2 separate regions of the Gossypium hirsutum genome follow, and region 2 is linked to region 1. Evidence: chromatin contacts called from public Hi-C data. All regions are on one chromosome and are shown on one strand. Each heading gives the region's core, a stretch centred on a gene start, on an enhancer-like site or on the middle of the called end of the contact. The rest is flanking DNA. Distances are from core to core; before and after follow the strand shown. Region 1 has its middle 19 kb from the start of LOC121212761. Region 2 has its middle 88 kb from the start of LOC121213170.

What was found. Hi-C and Micro-C count contacts between places; a contact is called where the count stands out from the background.
Region 2: a contact with region 1 is called in a Hi-C map of leaf, with 3 times the contacts expected there. The contact joins two enhancer-like sites. A contact is called at or near these places in 3 of 34 Hi-C or Micro-C datasets (anther and leaf).

The regions. Positions count from the first base shown.
Region 1 is chrA13:50,195,891-50,200,045 of Gossypium_hirsutum_v2.1, reverse strand. No RefSeq gene overlaps it. Among protein-coding and RNA genes, the nearest start is that of LOC121212761, 19 kb to the right of the region's middle. Within about 2 kb of position 2,420, at least 5 of the 9 cell types and tissues checked have an H3K27ac peak or open chromatin away from gene starts, as enhancers often do. A contact at or near this core is called in leaf, where this site is marked.
Region 2 is chrA13:50,689,834-50,693,864 of Gossypium_hirsutum_v2.1, reverse strand. It overlaps the pseudogene LOC107893786. Among protein-coding and RNA genes, the nearest start is that of LOC121213170, 88 kb to the left of the region's middle. Within about 2 kb of position 1,299, at least 7 of the 9 cell types and tissues checked have an H3K27ac peak or open chromatin away from gene starts, as enhancers often do. A contact at or near this core is called in leaf, where this site is marked.

The sequences.
Region 1 (4,155 bases), core at 1,171-3,670:
AGTGGTCAATAATGCTTGGGAAAGGAAAGCTCACCAAAAGATCGAGGCATGTTATGAGTATCTCCTGTATAGCCAAAGTTAGTTAAGAGCAGTTAGTTTGTTGTTAGTTGTTAAGGTCGCTAGTTGTTATCTTTGTGTATTAAATATCCTACAGATGACTCTTGAACAATGGAAGGAAAGAAAGATATTCTTTGTACGTACCTATTATGGTTTCTAACAATCTACAACAAAACCTAGTCAATCAATTGGTTAATGTCAAACATCCACATTAATGAAGTTTGAAAACCAAGTCTTAAATATTCTTGGTTCTTAAAACATCTCGCCGTGCTCTTGCCTTGACAAGTTCTGTATGTGTTACAACAACTAAAAACTGACGAAAATAGAAGAAAATAAAGTAAAATAAAATAAAATAAAAACACTAAACGAATCCTCCCAAAAACTAGTAAAGGTATCAATAACACCATGGCTTTCAAAGAAAGCAGAGCGAGTTTTTATTTATGTGCTGGCTTTAGTCGGTGGAGTCCAGCGGACTTTTGCTTCCATGAATATCACTCAAAAGTAGTTGCAAACAAGGTGAAAATAAAAAAGAAAAATCAAGGTGTAGAGAATTGTGGCAGAGGTAGAGACATGAAAGGCTAAATTTTTAATTTTAAAAATATTGTTATATAATAATCTTTCAAATATATATTATTTAAAAGATCAAGAATATTGATGTTGGACATGAATAATATATTAGAATCCAAACTACAACCACAAACATTCCATTCCAAGTTCAACCCAAAATCAAGTAAGGGTCTCTACTAAATAAAGGACTGATGGTCTTTAGGAAAATTCTAAAAATAGCTTCCCAAGCACTTGGAGCAACAAGAACCGTTAGATTAGAACAATTAAAATCTGTAACAGTGAAAGAAAGAAAAAAAAAAGGGTTTGGCAGCGTAAAAGAGAGAATTCAATATGGATAAATATCAAAATTATATATGAACTTTGATTTAATATGTAATTATATATATAAATTTTAATTTGGCGTAATTATACACGTGAAACTTATTCAAATATATACTTGAAACTTCAATTTTGATTTAATCATATATATTTAAAAAAATAAAAACATCAATTTATTTTTATATTAGATAAATATAATTATTTATGTATGCAATATATAAACATAAAATCATATTATATCAATAATTGTGTTAATAATTTACAAAAAATTGATCAAATTAATTTTTTATGTATAAAATTACACAAAATCAAAATTTATAGATACAATTACACATTAAACCATAGTATATGTATTGTAAAAAAATTAAAAAACATTATAAAATTCTGAAAACATTAAAAATGGTAAGAAATTTAATAATTTATTGAAAACATTCAAAGTTGAATAATTTCAGTAAATCCTAAAACATGACAAAATTACTGAAAACATAACAAAATTTTAAGAAATTCAGTAATTTGTGGAAACATTACAAAATTACAAGAAGAATTATAAAGTTGTAAAAAAAATAGTAAATTATGAAAGCATTACATAGTTGGATTTTGTACTTGGTAAAAAATTACATAAGTAATTAAAATATTTACTGAAAAAATTAAAATGTTATAATAAATTCAGCAATTCTTAAAATATTACAAAGTTATTGCAAAGAGTTACATATGTGTAAGAATTCAATATTACTGAAAATATTACGAAATTACTGAAAACATTACAAACTTATAAGAAATTCAATAACTACTGAAAATAATACAAAATTACTAAAAAAATTAAAAATTACTAAAATATTACAAAGTTGTAATAAATTCCATAATTCTAAAAACATTACAAAATTACTGAAAACATTATAAAGTTAAGATTTAGTAATTTACTAAAAACGTTAAAAAGTTACTGAATACTTTAATTTTTTAAAGAAATTTAGTAATTTACTAAAACATTACAAAGTTGAATTCGGTAATTAGAAAGACATTACAAAATTTCTGAAAACAAAGTTGTAATAAATTCAATAACTCTAAAAAATACATTTCAAAATTATTGAAAACATCACAATGTAATAAGTAGTTCAATAATTTACTGAAACAATTACAATACTAAGAACATTATAAAGTTGCGAAAATTCAACAATTTACTAAAAATATCACAAACTTTGTAATAATTTTTTTGCAAAAATCGGTTACCTATTGCACAAGTGAAACCTCGCGGAAAGCTCTTTTTAAGGATAACCCATGCCACAAGATTATGAGTGGGCTGTCAATGTTATTTACCTCTTGGGTTTTATTTATGATTTAGCCTATCAACTATTTTGATACAGACCAAAATGGAAGGCCACGGTTTCAACTCTGTTTATTTCACACTATTTTTAATTTCTAATTATCATGCGTCAAATGCTACGTTTGTCTGTTTTGTTTTCTTTAAACGGTGAGTTTTGTCCTGTTTGTATTGACAGCTGTCTGTGCGTTTGTGCTGCACTCTTTTAACCCCGTATGACAGACATGAGGGGTATTATGAAAAACTGAATTATTCTCCCTTCTTGGTTCTCTTGTCTCAACTGCTTTCATCTCTTCCTCTCCTACTTCTTTCTTCTTCATTTCTTGTTCTTCCAGTAATGTTACCGACGGTAACAAAGGTATCAGAGCTTCTCTCGATGGCCGGTGAGGGAGTCACCACGAGGTTACAAAAGGACATGGGAAACATGCAGAAAGACATGGGGCTGATGCAACAGGAACTCACTCAACTGCAAACCAATTTAGCCCAAATGGACGCTCGAATGGGGTCCCAATTCAAAGAGTTCCACGAAAATGTAAAAGTTGGCATTCGCACTGAGCTTCAGAATTTTTTTGAACAGCAGATAGGGCGTGCGACACCACCTACTTAGGGACAAACATCGGACAAGGGAAAAGGGGTACTTGAGGCACACCTCCTGGGTTCCCACCAAAGGAGTCGCTTTTGCTATCGCCTATGGTTGAGTCTAGTCATATAAGCATACATTCAAGGGCTAGTACCTTAGACTCCATGGGTAGAAACTTCAAGTTCGACTGCCCGAGGTTTGATGGTGAAGACTTCCGGGGATGGTGGTCGAAGTTAGAGCAATTCTTCAAAGCTGAAGGTGTGTTGGAATAGGACAATGTGCGAACTGTTATGCTCTATATGGAGGGGAAAACCCTGGATTGGCACCACTTTTTTAGCCAAAGACAAGGTGGACTTCAAATGTTGTCTTGGGAAACCTATGCCCGAGGGTTGCAAGAGAGATTCGGCTCCTCCAACTTCACTGACCCGATGACTGAGCTAGTAACCTTGAAGCAACAGGGAACGGTGGACCTATTCCACGATCAGTTTGTAAGTATCCTCAACCAGTTACACTTGCCTGAACCCTACGCATTAAGCATATTCATAAGTAACCTCAAGGTAGAAGTTGGTCAGTACCTCAGACTATTCAAACCCCAAACATTGGTAGAGGCGTATATGTTAGCCAAATAGGTAGAAGGTATTGTATGCCAAATAGGTAGAAGGTATTGTATCGACACATACTGTTAAAAGGCCTCCCTCGGTTGGAGGGAGTGGAGGGTACTCCAAACCCCTCTTTTCTAACCCCAAACCTATCAGTCATGTACCAGTTCTTGGAGGTCCCTCATCGAATCTTGGCCCTCAGAAAAGCCCTTTAAACAACCATCAAACCCCTACCAAAGCCTTGTCTCAAGCCGAAATGGAGGATAAGAGAAAAAAAGGTCTATGTTTTTGGTGCGCTGCAAAGTATACTCCGGGACACAAATGCGTGAAGTCCCAACTATACCAGTTGGTGGTGGGATGTCATAATGAATTGGGAGTGGAAGCCATCAACTCACCAACAGAGGAGTTTTAGGACTGCCCCGAGCAACTTGAAAATACAGAACAAGAAGCTGAACCCAACCCCTCCGTTCTCTCATTACACACCTTACAAGGATCCCAATGACACAACACCATGAGAATAGCAGCCAAAATTGGGCAATTTGATGTGATAATATTGGTCGACTCTGGGAGCACTCACAATTTTGTGGACTACAAAATCGTCAAGAGGGGTAACTTACCTATTGAACTAGCTAAACAAATGAAGATTATGGTCGCTAATGAGGGAAGTTTGTGCACAAAAGGGTTATGTAGAGCTATTGACTGGCAGACACAAGGCT
Region 2 (4,031 bases), core at 50-2,549, 490 kb before region 1:
TTGATATTCTTACATTGTTCTATTGATTTCAATCTTTAACTTGATTTTATCTCTCCTCAAACTTCTATTTCTTGAATCTAACTTGATATTCTAGCTCCCCATAGTCTCCTTATTATCTTTCTCTCTTGATGGCTATGAAAATTCTTTTGGTTTTTAGGTGAAAATTGTGGATTTTTGGTGAAAGACCAAATTGTAAGAAAAGAAAATTTCTTTCTTTCTTTTCTCTTTCTCACCTTGGTTGCATGAATCTCCTTATATATTAAATAAAATAATAATAAAATAATAAAAATAAAATATTTCATTAAAATATTTCATTAAAATATTAATAAATTAATATTTATTTATTTAATTAATCTAAAATATCACCAACATCATCATTGCCTTCTAGATTTCTCTCTTTCTAATTGACCATTTTGCCCTTTGTGATCTTTTAAAATTTCATCCTTGAGTTATTAGTTAATTTGGTAAAATTACGATTTAGTCCCTCATAATTCTTCACCTATTCAATTTGGTCCTAATTCATCCATTTTCCTTAGTTTCTAGATCATTTCACCCTTAAAATATTTGCACTATTGGTCCTTTAATTTTTTCATATTTACACTTTAACCTCTCAAATTTTGAGTATTTATTCTTGAATTAATATATCATAATATACTTCCCAATGTTAACATAACTCAAAATTTCCTTTTTTGTCATTTTACTTCATTGTTTTACTATATCAAGGATAATATCTTACTTTCATACTGTAATAATTTTTAAATTATTATAAATAGGAGAAGAATGAAAAATGATGTTCATTTTCTCTTTCCACTTTTCATCACTTACATATACATATAGTTAGTAATTAATTGAGCTAAATTAATTATTAATTTACATGTCATGATTAAATCTCAACTATTAACATGGAAATGGATGGATTAAATCATCCTTTCCACTACTTCAAGAGCCTAAAATGGCTAACTGATGAGCTAGTCCTTGGTTATATTAATATTTAAACCCTTTTCAATATTTTTTATTTAAAAATTTAATAGTAATTACATTGTTACAATTTAATCTTTATATTATAATTAATTAATTTTTTCAATTTAATTACACGACCTTCCATTAATATATTTTCATATAAAATACGTATATCTTTCTATTTATAATTTTATTGACCCGGTTTACGAAATTGGGTTCTGAAAATGCCTTTTTTTTTTTTTTTTTTTACACTGGCAAAAACTAGGCCATTTCACCTTCTCCCTGAGTACATGCAACATATGCTTGGTTGGAGCCTTGGCCTTTAGCTGAGTAGAAACAGAGTCCACAACGTTTCTCTCATTACCTCCAGATGCGATACCACCTCGGGTGGAACCTCGACCCCGTGGAGTGGGAGTAGATCCCTGATTCGGTGCAGGTGCATCACTCGTATTTCTCTGGCAAATCTCAAGCAAAATACTCCTTTCTTTTTTCAGCATTTGTTTCTATGCTTCCTACCACAATGCTCACAATCTAGATTATTCGTGGCTTGAACTGAACCTTCCATACTAGCAACAGGCACAGACGGCTACGTCGAGTGACCTCTCTTTGTTCAAACATCATATGGAGCAGTCCTCCTGGGTCCTCAAAAATCTCTAGCTCTTTTTGAAAACGGTAGTGCACCAGTTCCCCCTGTTCTCTTTCCTTGAGCTCGATTTTCTTATCCAAGCTCATGGCCTGTTCCACCATTTTTTCTCTTCATCAAGACCAACAAATCGTCGAATTTTGTGGGCAACTAATTAGACTTTGATATCATCTTTCAATCCCCGAAGGAATCGTCTACAACTTTCTTCTTCAGTTAGCATCAACTCCAGGCATATTTGCTAAGTCATAAAAATTCCTGTTCGTAGTCTGCTGTCGACATATCTTCCTGAGTCAACAACATAAATTCTTGTTTTGGCTCGAATAGGATTCTTCTAGAAGCAGCTGGAGCTTGATTCCCGCCACTCAGGTGGGTTTATCTTCTTGAATCAGAATTCTCTGGTTTTTGATTTTTTTTTAAAATTTCTATTTACCGTTATCGTCATGTTTCTTGAACCTCAAGCACCTTTGATTCGCGAAAATTTTCGTTGGGTTTTTACTTTTTTTGGGGGGCACGGGGGTGTTAAACCCTAGAATTATGTTTAACCGATGTGGTATTTTCTTTCTTTTTTTTTATCTGATTAGTGAATTAAGATCTGAGTTTTGTCTTTTTATGTGTTCGGTGGTGCTGGGATTTGGGATTTTGGTAAAAAAGGAGGATTCTCAAGTATTTGAAACGGCCATGAATAAGTTATTAAAGCGTTTTCCTTCTTTTTTGAGATTGATTAGAAAGTGATGGCTGAACTGAGGCTGGAGGAACGTTGTCTTTACAAGAAGCAATTAACTACCGCTTCAAGTTCTTCTGTATCCGAAGGCGGTGGCAATGCAGTTGTAAAGTCACCAGGCGTATCTAGTCCAGCACCAACATCACCAAATCATCGGTATTGTCCGGGAATAATTTCTTTAGCTTTGTTTCGTTGCTGTACTTGTTTGGATTCTGCTTTTTTTGCTTTTATTTTTTCGCATTTGTGTTCTGTGGAGGTGTTTATGATTGCTGATTACATTAGCTATGGATTCACCAGCGATATTGTTGAGCATTTCTATCTAGTGCTCAAACTTGCTGTTAATCAATTACTTAAGAGCTTTATTGTTTTCAATAATGTTTCCGTCCAAGAGCAATTGTATTGTTATACTGAATTTGCAGGAGAACTACTGGCCCTATTAGGCGAGCAAAAGGTGGCTGGACACCGGAAGAGGTAATGCATTTTTTTCCCCTTCTGTATTTGCATTATTTTTATGAATTACGGCTGAGGTAAAATGCTTTTTTTCCCTATGATATGGTTAGAAAACATTGAATCAGTCCAGGTGAGTTGTTTTATGGATTGTAGAACAATTAAAGTTGCCTTCAGTGTTTACTTGCATTCATTCTTTGTGTGTGCTGCCTGTTTTCTTAAATTGTTTTTGGTTTTTTATTGATTGCAGGATGAGACGTTAAGAAATGCTGTTGCTGCTTTTAAGGGGAAGAGTTGGAAAAAAATAGGTTTTCTTCATGCCTCAGAATTTTCTTATTTATTATTTGTGCTACGACTGTTTACTTTTGCTGCTCTTTCCGATGTGATAAGTTTTTGTTTTTTAGTTAGAAGGTTATTACATCCTACCTTTGTTATCTGAAAGAAAGTAAACTTAAGGTTATAAATAATATCATGATCTCAATATTTTCTGTTGTTTTAGTTTTGGTATTATCAGCTTTCTTCTAACCAGCCTTAGCATTTGCATATGGTGCAGCTGAATTTTTTCCAGATAGATCAGAAGTGCAATGTCTTCATAGATGGCAGAAAGTCCTAAACCCCGATCTTGTTAAAGGACCTTGGACTCAAAAGGTAGGCATTGTAGGCTCTTTTATGCTATCTTTATTATTGCTGTTCATAAAACAAGCGCTAAACTATCTATTGCTTTTTGACAGGAGGATGATAAAATTATTGAGCTTGTATCAAAATATGGGCCAACAAAATGGTCTGTTATTGCAAAATCTTTGCCTGGACGAATAGGGAAACAATGCCGTGAGAGGTAATTTATAAAATTTTATTTCCTTTGGAAATGAGTCCTGAAAGTGCCTAATATTCAAATGTTGATATGATTTATTTATATTAATAAGTGAATTATGTACTAAGATCTATTAATTTAGTTTCATATAATGAGGCTTATTCACATTGCTGTCCTAATCTATTCATGTAAAGCAAATTACTGTTGATTATTCCATGCTTAATCAACGTTCTGCAGATGGCACAATCATCTGAATCCTGATATAAAGAAGGATGCTTGGACGATGGAGGAGGAATTGGCCCTTATGAATGCACACCGGACATATGGGAACAAGTGGGCTGAAATTGCAAAAGTTTTACCTGGAAGGTATCATTCTTTTTAGTTTGTGACACATATTACGTAGTTCGTATTGTAAAGCTTAGCCAGCATAGTTGATCAAGGAGATGGTG